Linked DNA regions of Oryctolagus cuniculus: region 1 is linked to region 2. The links are chromatin contacts, called in public Micro-C maps. All regions are on one chromosome and are shown on one strand. Each heading gives the region's core, a stretch centred on a gene start, on an enhancer-like site or on the middle of the called end of the contact. The rest is flanking DNA. Distances are from core to core; before and after follow the strand shown.

The links. Hi-C and Micro-C count contacts between places; a contact is called where the count stands out from the background.
Region 1: a contact with region 2 is called in a Micro-C map of ear pinna, with 3 times the contacts expected there. The contact joins the enhancer-like site here to the promoter of TLE3 in region 2. A contact is called at or near these places in 2 of 6 Hi-C or Micro-C datasets (ear pinna and psoas muscle).

What each region holds. Positions count from the first base shown.
Region 1 is chr12:92,722,693-92,729,521 of mOryCun1.1, reverse strand. It overlaps LOC103345751 (a long non-coding RNA gene), which reads right to left. Exons shown (of 4, transcript XR_515525.3): 4 at 6,782-6,829. Among named protein-coding and RNA genes, the nearest start is that of TLE3, 89 kb to the right of the region's middle. Within about 2 kb of position 4,806, at least 6 of the 8 cell types and tissues checked have an H3K27ac peak or open chromatin away from gene starts, as enhancers often do. A contact at or near this core is called in ear pinna, where this site is marked.
Region 2 is chr12:92,632,032-92,638,683 of mOryCun1.1, reverse strand. TLE3 (TLE family member 3, transcriptional corepressor) reads left to right here and starts at 1,976. Exons shown (of 20, transcript XM_008249826.4): 1 at 1,976-2,108; 2 at 2,634-2,734; 3 at 3,166-3,229; 4 at 4,091-4,135. The coding sequence starts at 2,085.

The sequences.
Region 1 (6,829 bases), core at 3,557-6,056, 88 kb before region 2:
TCCGACTCTCAGTTTTTCCAGACGAGAAAATTGGGAAAGAAAAAGAGGTTCACCCAGGGTTATAACCGATCCTGAGCGCTGGTGGTTGACACGCACACCACCCCTCTGTCTGCAGGGCCGGCACTGTGGCGTAGGGCGGGAAGCTGCCACCTGTGACAAGGACATCGCAAAGAAGCACCGGTTCCAGTCCCGGCTGCTCCACTTCTAATCCAGCTCCCTCCTCATGCACCTGGGAAAGAGACAGACGATGGCCCAAGTGCTGGGGTCCTTGCACTGGCGTGGGAGACCCGCATGAAGCTCCTGGCTCCTGGGTTCGGCTTGGCCCAGCCCTGGCTGTTGCAGCATTTGGGGAGTGAACCAGTGGATAGAAGGCCTCTTTCTCTCTAATTCTGTCTTTCAAGTAAATAGTTCTTAAAATAAGTAAATCAATAAAACCACCTCCCCTGTGCAGGGGCCCTCCTTCCTCTGCTTCCGAATCTCTCTGCTCAGCCGGGTCCTCCAGGTGTCCCAGGCCTCGAGTGAGAAAACCTGCTCTTCTTCCCTGTCACTGCCCCAAGCCGCCAAGCGACCTTCACCTAACCCCTTCACCACCCCCTCCCCGTGGACAGAGCCAGGACCCACCAGGCTGAGTGGGATGAGACCTCCTGGCAACGCAACCTCCCAGAACATCTGCTGGGAAGGACCCCGGATCAGCACTGTTCAGTGTGGCCACACAACAGCCTGCCTGAAGGATCTCTGTGAGTGAGGCCCCAGCGGGAAGGAGGGGCCGTCAAAGAAGGAGGCACCTTTCCCTGAAGGGAGGAGAGAACTTCCACTTTGATCATGGCCTTGTCTAAATAAGGTCGGAGTTGTGGACTCAAGAGGCTTCCATAGCCTGGGCAGCTCATGATAAGAGCCTCGGGTGATCACTGATGTCATAAATAAGAGTGTCAATTGTTAAATCAACAACAGGAGTCACTGTGCACTTACTCCCACATCAGATCTCCGTCCTAATGTGCTGTACTATGTGAATTAATGGTAAAACTAGACTTCAAACAGTTGTGTGTCTGTGTGGGTGCAAACTGTTGAAATCTTTACTTAATATAGAGTTGATCTTGTGTATATAAAGATAATTAAAAATGAATCTTAATGAAGAATGGGATGGGAGAGGGAGTAGGAGGTGGGATGGTTTGCAGGTGGGAGGGAGGTTATGGGGGGAAGAACTGCTATAATCCAAAAGTTGTACTTTAGAAATTTATATTTATTAAATAAAAGCTTTCTACTATTAAAAAAAAAAAGTGTGGCCACAGATGGCCAGGCCACAGCAGCCCCACCTGCGCCTACCCCAGACCCACTCAGTAGTTCTCACTATTTTTTTGAAAGATTTCTATATTTATCTAAAATGCAGAGTTACAAAGAAAAAGAGAGACAGACAGACAGAGAGGTCTTCCATCTGCTGCTTCCCTCTCCAAATGGCTGCGACAGTCAGGGCTGAGCCAGGCCCAGCCCTGGAACTTCATCCAGGTCTCCCACCTGGGTAATGGGGGCCCGAGCATCCTCCAGTGCTTTCCCAGGTGCATTGGCAGAGAGCTGGATTGGAAGCGAAGCAGCCAGGATTCGAACCAGTGCCTGCATGGGATGCCGGCACTGCAGGCGGCAGCTTAGCCTGCTGCATCACCATGCTGGCCCCCTCCAGGTGTCTGTCATGCGCCTGGGCTGAAGAGTGTCTGTCCAGGTGCAGCCCATCCCTGGAGAGCCTTCCAGACATGGAGTTCTTTATCTGGGGATCCCCAGGCTACAGTCTGAAATGGGGCATGCAGGGATACTGGAAAGATCTCGTCCCCCCCCCACACACACACACACCAGAGCTGTGTGTGTGTGATGAACTTCACCTCCAACCCTTGTCCTGAGCCTCCCACTCCCCCACCCCACATCCACACAGGACCCTTCCCTGTTCCTGGAACAACCACGCTCCAGGCCCAACCTTGTCCCACTGCCGGGAAAGCCGGCCCCTCCCCCACCCCCACCCTGAGGACTCAGCCCCCACCTCCGGCAAGATTCCTCTCTCTCTCTCTCTTCTCGGATTTCCAAAGCACTCTAGGGATAATGCTCTTCCAGCAAACATCTAGAGCCTCGTGCTTTCTTGGGCCAGACGCACGCCTCTCCTGCTAGAATCTGAGCTCCTGGATACGCCACAGCTCCTGGCAACCCCCTGGCACACAATAGGTCTGCAGTGTGTGTGTGTGTGTGTGTGTGTGTGTTGCGTGCATGGGGCCACATGCACACGCTCTATAATCAGAATGGGATTCTGTCCTCAAAGTCGTAGCGTAACGGTACTGACAGAGAGGAAACTCAACCCAGTTACGGGGCTTAGGGAGCGGGGTCATGGGGGACATGCCCGCAGAAGCCGACTCTTGTGGGCAGGTTGATTGTGGGAGCTGAGACTGACTTCAACCTCTCTCTCTCTCTCTCTCTCACTCTCTCTCTCTTTGCTCCCCGGCTCGGCCCATGCCTTCCCTTGCAAACGTGCTTGGCCATAGCTGTTCACCGCCCTCGCCAGAGACCCGATCAATGGTCTCGAATCTGACTAAGTAAACCTTTTATCTTTATTAAGTCAGCAGTCTTGGGTATTTCACTGCCGTAATGATGACCTGACTAATACCGCATGATACATGCACATGTGTGTGTGCACATGTGTGGGTGTGCAAGTGTGTGTGTGTGTGTGTGTGTGTGAAACTCCAAGAACCCTGGCCCCTGGCTCCCTATGCTCCAGGCTCTGGACAAACCCTGGGAGTATTCCTGACCCACAAGCTCACAGCATCATTTTACAGCCAGCGAAAGCTCCAGGCTGCCCTCGCCCTGCTTCCTGGGCGCTCCCGGCCTCCGGACCCTCGGTCATCTCTCAGGTAGCACCAGGAAACCCTGCTCCCCTCTCCTGCCCTGGTTCCCCCGACACCTACTCCCATCAGCCTCTGGCAGAGGCCACCCTGTTGAGAAACAGGAGACATGGACCTAGCACATTAGCCATGCCCGGTGACAGCTGAGCTGGGCCCAGGCAGACGTCTGTGCTAGGACCCCCTGTGCCACTCCTGACCCGAGCCGGGAAGGCCTGTCCAGGGCTCACAAGCCAGCCAGCTCTCCAGCAGGTAGGGAAAGGTGGCCAGGCTGACCTCCACCAAGTCTCATGCAAGGTCTGCCTCCTCCAGGAAGCCTTCCTTGGTGCTATAGCCTTAAGAAGGTGATGTGAATTCTCCAGCCTGGCCGTTGCCGCATCCCAGCAAACCCATGCTCACGTTCTCAGGCTCGTGTGGATCGAGAGAGCGAGCTGCCCTCAACAGCCAGGCCAGCTCCATATCCACAGACTTTGTGAAGCTGGAACCCCACACCAGCTCTCCTCCTGAGCTGGCCTAGGTGCTGCCCACCTCTCTGTCCCCCTGCAGCCTCAGGGGCCTTGCACACACTCTCCCTTCTGCCGGGTGCTCAAACACAATGCCAGCACCCAGTGGCTGAGACAGAGGACACCAGGAGTGGCTGGGACAATTAGGCAATGAGACAAAAATGAACAGGTAAGAAGTCAAGACTCCCGGTCACGGCCCTCCGAGTGAACCCCTCTCCCAATCTGGGCCAGGGTGTAGAGGCTTGGATTCTACAAGGCTGCAGCCCACCCTCTCCTCCTGAGACACCATTTAGTGAGGGAGCACAGGGGCGCCTGCTCTGAGCATAGGCAGGGTCCCACTAGCCAGATCTGGCCTCCCAGGGGTCCCTCTCAGAGACACGGGCTGCTCCATGAGCCACCACTGGTGGCCTCCTGGGCTCCTGCTGGTGTCGGGTCCTCTGCAAGGCCCAGCTACCCACGTGTACTGGGTCCCTCCCTTGATTGGCCAAATGCTACCCATGATTCCCCATGCCACGTGCTGTGATCAGGAAGAAGATCCTCTCTGGCAGCCTGAGGTGGGAGGTGCAGATCGGGAGGCTTCGCTGGCAGGTAAAAGGCAGGTTTGTTTTTGCAGCAGGTGCAGCTGGAGCGGCGTCTCGATAGCATGTCTCTGGGCTGGACGCAGGCGCCCCTGCAATGGGAACTGGCTGAGCAGTGAGGCTTCCTCTTGGTACCTGTCCCAGCTGCGTGGCTCCAGGCGAAACTGTCTCCCCGGTTTGCACAGTACCTGGGGCAGGTTGCCCTGGGCAGGAACCCCCAAATAGAGCTGGGGAGGTCTCCATGCTTGCAGGATCAGCACCTTCCTGTGCCTACTGTGCAAGACCCCTGCCCTGCCTCCAGGGCTCCTGGCCCTGGCCCACTGAATAGCACAGACAGGGAGGTGCTGGGGTGGGCGCAGAGAGAGGAGCAGACCCCATCAGAGGCAGGGGCCTGTGTGCCACCCGGCCATGTGCCCCATTATTGCCTTTTCTGCATACGGGAAGCCGTGGAGCAGAAGTTTCTTGCCCTGGGATTCGAACCCGCACTTGTCTTTCTCCAACCCTCCGACCTCTAGCCCAGCTCCCTATCCACAGGGCTGTGTGCCTGGTCCCTCCCCACCCCCCACACCCTCTCCCCCTCCCACCCCCCGGGAGCTGACAGCAGGCAAATGTGCTTGAGCCCAGCACCTGGAGGGGCAGCCAAGCCTGCAAAAGCCCTTTAAAAAACCCCGCCAGCTTCAGGGCGTCCCAAGGCCACCGGCCCTGGCTGGGAACACTGTCCTGCCTTCCAGCCCGCGCTGGTGGCTGTGTCCAGCTGGACGGGTGACTCAGCCGCCCTCATTCCCACAGATCGGGGCGGGCAGGCCTCCCTCCCCGGCTGTCGGCTTGGCTCGGTCTGGGGGTGCCCCGGCGGCCAGGCTCCCAGCAGCGAGGCCCTGGGGCTTGGCCGCCTCGGCCGCAGCTGACTCATGAGCCCACCCTCTTTCTCCACCGCCAGCCTCCCCGTGGAGAGTGGAGGGACACTTGTAGATGTCACCGCTGGCCCCCTTGGCCAGGCTGTGGTAATTTCTTGAGGACTAGCCCCAGAGCCTCTGTCCTGTCGGCAGTAGAAGCACCTCCCCCACCCCCACCATGAGCAAACAGCTTGCTGGCCAGGCTCCAGGGCCAGCCAGGCCTGTACAGAGGGAGGCTTGCGGCGTGTGAAGAGGAGGGATCGGGCCCAAGCAGGGCGTGAAAGCCAGGGAGGGAAGTAGATCTTGGCTGGACTTTCAAACGAGACGTGTGGGAGGCCAGGCTACGGTTGGACGGTGCAGGTATAGGCACAAGACCATCTGCTCACAACCAAGGAAAACCTCACCCTGCATGCCAAGGCACTGAGCGCAGGGGGCAGCAGCTGGCGGGGGCCAGGGTCAGAAGGCCCGCCCACTCTCAGGTCCTGTTTCCACATCTGTAGAATGGGCGTGTGCCCGGCAGGACAACTGCTCCAAAGCGCCCCGGAAGGAGCGTGTCTTTCTGTTCCCTGTGGGAGCCCGGTTAGGTTTGTGCAACCTTTAATTGCTTTCATTTGGCATCTGTCATCTGTGATACTGTGGGAAGGGACCCAGGGGGCACCCTGTGAGGGACCCTCCCAGAGAACAGAGCAAGCAGCACGCAGCACCCTCCCGCCACTTTTCCCCCACCCACACACGCTTGACCCAGTAAGGAGCCCGAGACTGGGAGCAGGAGCTGCCGTGCTGGCATCAGCAAGTCGGGATGACCTAAGCAACCAACTTCTACTGAGCCACTGAGCTGGCACTTGGACATGCTGAGGTGCTTAAGACACAGTCCCTGTAAAAAGAAAAAAAAGGGGGTGGCATGAACGTGAAGTGGAGGCAGGGAGGGAGACAGGGAGGGACAGGGAAAGGGTGTGCAAGTGGCCTGGAGCCCAGGCACATGGAAATGGACTTTGGGCTCTGAAGGGTGAGCAGGAGCCTGCCACGCAGAGTAAGGAAGCGAAAGGGAGCGGCAGCCTCAGGGGCCCCAGTAGGGGGCGCACGTCTGAGCTGTGCGGAGAGCAACCCAAGTGCTCCCCCGGAGCCGCCAGGCCACCGTGTGTGGCTGCATCAGAGACTGTGGAGACACACCCGCTGAGGCCTGTGGCCCACATTCCAGCCTTCCAAGAACTGGCTGGGTGAGCCTTGGCCCTGGCAGATCCGCAGCCTCCTCCCTCCTCCCTCCTCCCAGCAGGCTCCAGCGGTGGGCGTGGCCCAGGAGATGTGACGTCATGCACAGCTGGGGAATGAGACAGGACAGCTCCCACGCAATCCAGCGGCCTGTTCCCAGGGATTAGGTGATCCCCCCCCCAGCAACCCCTCTCCACTGAGGATCCCCAGAATGGTCCAGACATGGAAACTGAGGCCACACTGAGTCTGGGCTCCTGGCTTCTGCCCCTGGGGCCCTCCTGCACCTGCTGCTGCCACCTCCCACAGAGGCAGTCCTGGGGCGTGCTGCCTCCTGACAGAGGGGCAGCAGGCAGGTTCCGTCCCTCTCACTCACTGCCTGTTCCTAACTCCTGCTTCTTCTCTATGAAAATTCCCCTTTTGTGCCCTTTTTCCACGTGCTGGTCCCCTGTATTCCAGTGCCCATCTCTGAACAAGGCCCCACCATGCACACCCAGTCACCCACACTGCCCCTGCTGATTCTCCACAGCCAAGCACTTGCTGGGTTTGTCTTTTACTCAAATCTTTATTTTAATAGAAAATTTTTATTTAATAAATATAAATTTCTAAAGTACAACTTTTGGATTATAGCAGTTCTTCCCCCTATAACCTCCCTCCCACCTGCAAACCATCCCACCTCCTACTCCTTCTCCCATCCCATTCTTCATTAAGATTCATTTTTAATTATCTTTATATACACAAGATCAACTCTATATTAAGTAAAGATTTCAACAGTT
Region 2 (6,652 bases), core at 727-3,226:
CCGGCCTCGGAGCGGCCGCTCGCGCTCGCCTCATTAAGATGCGAAAGCGAAGCTCCGGCTGCTAATGAGGGGAAAACACTGAGCCGGGCGCGCGCGCGGGCGCGGGCGCGCCGCCGTCTCCGGGCCCGCGGAGGCGCTGAGGCGCGACCCCCGGCCCGCGCCCCCCTCAGCCGCGAGCGCGGGGCCGCCGGAGCTGGCGGTGTGCGGGCCGGAGCTCGGCAGTCCCGCGCGGCCCCGACCGCGTCTTCTCAGCGCCCTCGGCGCGGGCGAAGCCGTCCCACAGCGGGGACCCCCGCGGGGGTCTGAGTCCCTCTGACCGCTCCCGGGCGGGCGGCCGCCGCGCGTCGCAGGCGCAGTTTTGGGCTTAGGACGGGCGAGCGAACAAAGAAGGGACGCTGGGGGCTCCCAGCGGGCTGTGAGAGGTCGGAGGCAACTTGGGGAGCCACCATCTTAGGGGTCCTAGAACGAGAACGTGACGAAGTGGTTGTCTTACAGTGTCTAATTGGGCCGCTCGGCCGGCCTAATGGGATTACAGGGGCGAACCGTTGCCGCGGCTGCGGCATAAACCGATCCGGTCCTCCCAGCCACAGGTTTGGAGCTCCGCGCCGCTCGCTAGTCTTTTATCCTTTTGTTGTTATTCCCGTCATCCGTCCTAACCCCCACCCGCCAAATAATTATTTGCTAGTAGATCGTGGGAAAAAAAGAGAGGCGGGGGCGGGGAGGAACTCCAGCAGCCCGGGACTATAATATATATCTATTTATTATATGTCTTTCGGTTAATTCCTGATCTGAGGAGCGCTGGTTTTCACTCCCATGCGAAAGTCACCAGCGGGTAGGGCCTGATTGCTACTTTTCATGCATAGTTTTAGACACAAGAGGGCATTGTGACGTCGCGCCCGGCGGCGGCCAGTCGCGGGCCGAGTTCCGCGGCCCCACGTGGGGACGGCTCGCGCCCATTGGCTGCGGCCGGGCGAAGCTGCCACATTATTTTGTTACTTTTCAGTCCCTATTTGGAACTGCTCTCGCGGCAGTTCAGACCTCGTGCTCGTCCCCCTCGCCTGTCTGTGTGTGGTATCCGCAGGTCCCGGGCACTTTTTTTGGGGGTGTGTGTTTGTGTGTGTGTGTGTGTGTGCGCGCGCGCGCGCGCGCTGTGGGTGGGGGGGAGGTGTGTGTTTTGGGGGTTTGTCGGGGCGCGGAGAGCCGGGCCGAGGGGAAGGGAGGAAGCCGCAGAGCTGCCCGGCCTCCGGCTGCGTCTCCCCTCCAGCGCTCTCCTGCCGGCGCGCTCCGAGGCGGCCGCGGCGGTGGCGCCGAGCGCTCCTCGTGGGGAACGCGGCGCTCCAGCCGGGAGCGGCGAGGACCCGTTCACGGAGAAGCTTCCGGTGCCCGCTGGAGTTAGGATGCCAGGGAGGTTGATTTGCACCTACTGAGCCCGGAGTTCCTCCCCGGCCCTGGGAAGGGCTTGCGGCGGCGGCGGCGGCGGCGGCGGTAGCAGACGGAACAGCAGGCTCTCCTCTCCGAGGGGGGGCGTCGAAGCGCCCGCGGCGGGCTCCAGCCCTCACTCTCCGGCGCTCCTGCGGCCCCGAGCTTCCAGCTCGGCGCCTGTCTTCTCTTCTCGCCGCGAGCCGCGGGCCCAGCTGCTCTGGGGGTCGGACTCGCGCGCCCCGGATGCTTGGGGCAGCCCCGGCGCGACGCGCTGCTGAGTGATCCGGAGGGGCCCCCGGCCTCGGGACCCCGCGCCGGACTCGCCGGGGAGCCGACGATGTCCGCGCAGCCCCCGGCCCTGACGCGCTCGACGCAGCCCCGGGAAGGCGGCCGGCCGAAGCCCGCCGAGCCCTAGGCGCACAAAGCTCGCGCCCGCCGCCCGGCCTCCGACGACTTTGCCGCCCGCTCCGCGGCTCTTTGTCTCCGCTCGAGGCGGGCGCCCGACTCTGGGATTTCGCTGCGAGAGCGAGCTGGGGGGGCCGGGGGCGAGCTCTCGGTTTCCCGGCCGCCCCCCGCTCGGGCTCGGCTCCCCCCTCTCCCGCACCTCCCCGGCCCGGGCTCTCGGCGCTTCCAAGCTCTCGGAATCACGACCCCTCCCTGCCATGTATCCGCAAGGGAGACATCCGGTGAGTAATTGCAACTCGGTTTATTTAAGCATCTATCATGGCAGGGTAAACGAGGCAGTTTATCCGGCACCTCCATTTTGCTTGTTGCTACCTTTATGGGGTGTGTGTGTCTGTGCGTGTGTGTGTGTGTCTGTGCAGTGTGAGTGCGCGCGCGCGCGCTCACACAAAGGGGCTGGGGACCGAGAGACTCGGCGGACCTGCGAGGTCAGTCCCGAGCCGGGGCCGGAGGGGAAGCCGTTCTCGTGACCCCCCCGCCCCCTTTCTTAAGTCTCCAACTCGCCCCGCGTTCTCCCTGCCCCCGCCTCTCTGTTTGCGGGTGGAAACCTCGCGACTGAGCCGGAGGACCCGGGGCGCCCCCTCCCCCCGCGCCGTCGGGGAGCCGAGGAACTTGCGGGGAAGGCTGTGGGCTGTGAGGGCGGCCTCTCTGGTGGGGCAGCCGGCGGGGAGGGGCCGAGGACGCGGCGGAGGCCCCGAGCCCCGGCTGACGCCCGCGCCCCTCCCCTGTCTCGTCCTCGCGGGCTGCAGGCTCCCCATCAACCCGGGCAGCCCGGATTTAAATTCACGGTGGCTGAGTCTTGTGACAGGATCAAAGACGAATTCCAGTTCCTGCAAGCTCAGTATCACAGGTAAGGCCGGGGGAGGGGGGTGGGCAAGCGCCCCGGGGCCGGCAGGGAGGGGGCATCCCCGTCGCTGCGACGGAGGGGGCTCCCGACCCCGGGCGGCGGGGCCACTGGGGCCTCCGCCTTTTGTTTCCCCTTTCCGAGCGCGCCGCCTTAACCCTGTGCTGCCCGCGGCCGAAGGTCGGGGTCCTTCCCCCTGCGGTCGCGGTGAGCGGGCTCGCTCTTCCGTGGGAAGTTTCCAGTTGCCTTGCTCCCCCATGCCCACGGCGTGGACCCCAGCCCCTGTGCGCCCCGACGCTGCGGGATAGTGGGGTGCCCCCCCCCGGGGAGGGTTGGTGTCCAGGAAATGGGAAAGTGGCTCTCGGAGGCCCTGGGGTTGCGGCCTCGGAGGCGGCCGTGCGGGCGCCAGGCCTGAGCTGGCTCCTCTGCCCTCGCAGCCTCAAAGTGGAGTACGACAAGCTGGCGAACGAGAAGACCGAGATGCAGCGCCATTATGTGATGGTGAGAGGCGGCCCGGGAAGGCGGCGACCCCGCCGGCGGCGCGGGGACCGGGGCTCACTCCCCACCGCGGCCGCGGCGGCTCTTCAGGGAAGGGGGGCTGGGCGGGAATGCCCTGCGCCCCTCACTGGCTTCCCCTGGCATCGGCCACTTGGGAGGGGGTGGGTGAGCCCAGGGGCGGAGGGAGAAACCCGAATTGCAGGCCCGGAGAGCCCTGCTCCCTTTGTACGCCTTTGCTGGGTGCTTTTAAGATTCCCTAGGGCTGCTTGCCCTGGGAGAGCCGGTAGGATGGTGTTGGATCAGCCCAGGAAGACAGGACTCATAGCATAGGATAAAAATCTCTCAAGGCCTCCTGGGAGCGCTTGGAAACTTTGTGCTTTGCAACCCTGGAATGTAGCCAGAGGAGCCCAGCAGCCCTCCTGGCCCAGGGTGTGTGGGCCTTTGCAAGCCCCACTGTGGGCCAGGGTTCCTCACCTGAAAAGTCACGGGACCTTGGGCAGCAGGTAGCCTGGCTCCCTGTACCCAGGGCTTGCACCTGCAGCTTTAAGTCATTGTGGGAGAGCCCAGGAGACACATCAGCCAGGCTCCCAGCACTGCTTCTCACCTAAGAGGCCTTGGGCGCAGTGCTAAGTTATTCTCAGAGAGAGTGTGCACCTGACTCCCTGTTGGGCCCCTACCTTGTACAAACAGGATATGTGGCCCCTGCAGTGCTGGGGGCAGGGGAGCGGCTCTTAGCACCCTGCCCTTGGGGGCTTAATTTAAAGCCCCTTACCATTCGCATCAGAAGAGGCCAGAAAGAACTCCTTTTGAAAAAAGGAGCAGAATTCTGGGTTGTCTGTTAATGGTGCTTCTTTCTATTTTTAGTACTATGAGATGTCCTATGGCTTGAACATCGAAATGCACAAGCAGGTAAGTGCTTTTCTCTTTAAAAGCTGTAGTTTTAAATTCAGTGTAGGGGCTTCGTAAAGGGTCCTCTCCTGGATGGAAATGAGCTTCCCCTTGAGGGTCGAGCGGGGCCAGGCCCTGAAATTTGAGGTCTGGACACCCTGTATGTACCCTTAGCACCCAGGCTTGTGAAGCTGGTCCTGGGCTGGGAAAAAGGACCAGGAGGAGAATGTTGATCTAGGGTCTGTCTGACCAGCCCCCGAGAAGGCACAGGTGCCCATTTGCGTGTAAAAATCTCTAGAGAAAATGCAAGAGGGCTTGGTTTTTTTTCTTTTAATGTGATGTTCTACCTTGATAACACTAGACTTCCAGAGTCTTAAAAAAGCCAGGCTGGGCTGTGGAAATGTGAGGGCATGAAGCCACCAGCAGGCTTAAAATCCAGCTCTGAGGCCTGACGCTTGGGAGGCCTTGCTCTCGCTCTGTCAGGTTGAGGGCAGCTTCCCCGACCCCATTTTACAGAGCTGGAAGCCCAAGCTCCGGGGTGAAGTAACTTGCCCAGAGGCAGCCGAACCAGAACTCTGAAGCTGGCTGGGGGTTGAACTCAGCTTTGAAATCCTGAAGTCAAACCAGTTTAGCTAGTATGGTGTCATTTGATGGATATGTAAACTACCTCGTATTGTCACTCTTCTAATAACAGTATACCTCAAGCCGAGCAAATACAAACAGCCTTTATCTCCATGCATATCAGTAACTAGGCCGGTGCTAGGCTGGGCTGTGGGAGAGGCCTGTTGGTGTATTTGTGTTCCTAGGAGAGGCTGCCTATAATTTGGCTTGGCCCACGGTTAGCATTGACTTGGCACGTATAAATGGCACAGGCCCGCCGCTTGTTCTTTTTAACAATTGGTGTTCTTGAAATCTCAGAAGGCTGTTGACTCACTCTAGCCCTTGGTGACTGTGACTCGAATGGATTTTCTGCTCTAAATTAACAGTCGTTTACATGGTTTGAATCTTGCTCTTTAAAGGGGGCAGGACCCAGGGCAGGTGACAAGGCCAGGTGACCCTGCCAAGCTTAGAGCGTGGCTGGCACGGGTGGTTTTTGGTCAGAGCTTTTTTTTTGGGTGGTTTTTGGTCAGAGCTTTTTCCCTCCTTGAACGGAGCGCCTGGTGTGGGGAGAAGGGCACGCAGGAAGGGCTTTAGTTTCTCAGCTGGACGGGAAACCCAGCTTCTTGGGGGGATCAGGGACGCTAGCTAGCACGGTTTTGGTTCTTGGCCCACAGAAATCATATACAGATAGCTTTCTCTATAAAAACGTTTCTCCGTGGGGACTCGGTTCAGCCCTGCGATGGTGGCCCTGACCTAGTCTCACTTGTCCAACCGGAGTGCCTGAGGTAGCGCTGGGGTCCCAGGTGTTTCAGGGACCTTGGGGGATGTTGTGCAAGGTGCCACTTCCTCCCTTTCTCCACACCCACTTTTCTGCTTCTCAGCGCTTAGTGTCTTGGGTGTGTTTAAAGAGGGTAATTGCGCCCAGGTTGAAAATTTATAGCAGCGGTTATTCTAAGAGCTTCGTAATGAAGGTTTAATATGTCGTTGCATGTTGAGGGCTGCATGGGTGGTGTTCCCTGCGCCTGCAAGCGGATGGTTCTTAGGCACAAAGGCTCCACCTTGGCTGGCAGAGCAGAGCTGGTCTGAATTCCCGGGGCAGACGGCTCTGGCTGAACCCAGGAAGAGTTAAAACGTAGTGCCTTGGGGGGGGGGGGCTTTGTATAAAGAGCAGCTGTGTGCATCTGGGATTTCTGGCTGCTCCCCAAGCAGGCTTCTTAGGGGGAGAATGCCTGAGGTTTGGCTACATTAATCCTCTCAGCTGCCAGTGGTGTTCAGAGGGAGTGCTGAGTGCTTTGCTCCCCTTTTATGGGTGAGAAAACTGAGGTGGAAGGGAGGCCAGAGCCTCTGGATCCTGACCCCTGTTCCCACTCGCCTCAGTTCCCAGCAGGAGCTGAAGCAGCAGCAGGTTTATGGCTGTCTGAGTGGGGTGAATTCACCCTGAGGCCCCAGTAGGAACAAAGAGGCAGAGGGGTGAAGAAACCTTGCAACCCTGACCTAATGGGGCTTGGCCACTCCCTGGGTTCTGCAGAAGAAAGCCCTGCCACTAATTGCAGTGTGGGTCCTGGGTGCACTTGGCGGATGGTGGTTAGGCCTGAGCAAACAAGTTTATCAGCTGACCTGTTTAGCGGTTGACTGGTGTTTTATCTGCACACACAATCAAGTGACTGGAGTGCTTGAATTATTCATGCAGTGTCCTGCCCTCTAGACTTGACTGTTCGTGTGATTACATCTGCCTGGAACAAACAAGCTGGATTCTTTAAGCTCCGTGGGGGTGGGGCCTGGCTGTACTTTTATATAATAGATGATCCACAGAGCTAGCACCTTAAGAAGTGTGGCGTCCCAGGCCTGCTCACACGCTCTCTGTCTGTCTCTCTCATCACCACCCCCACCACCTCATATATAAATATATTTTATATATTTTTATGTATTTTATATATG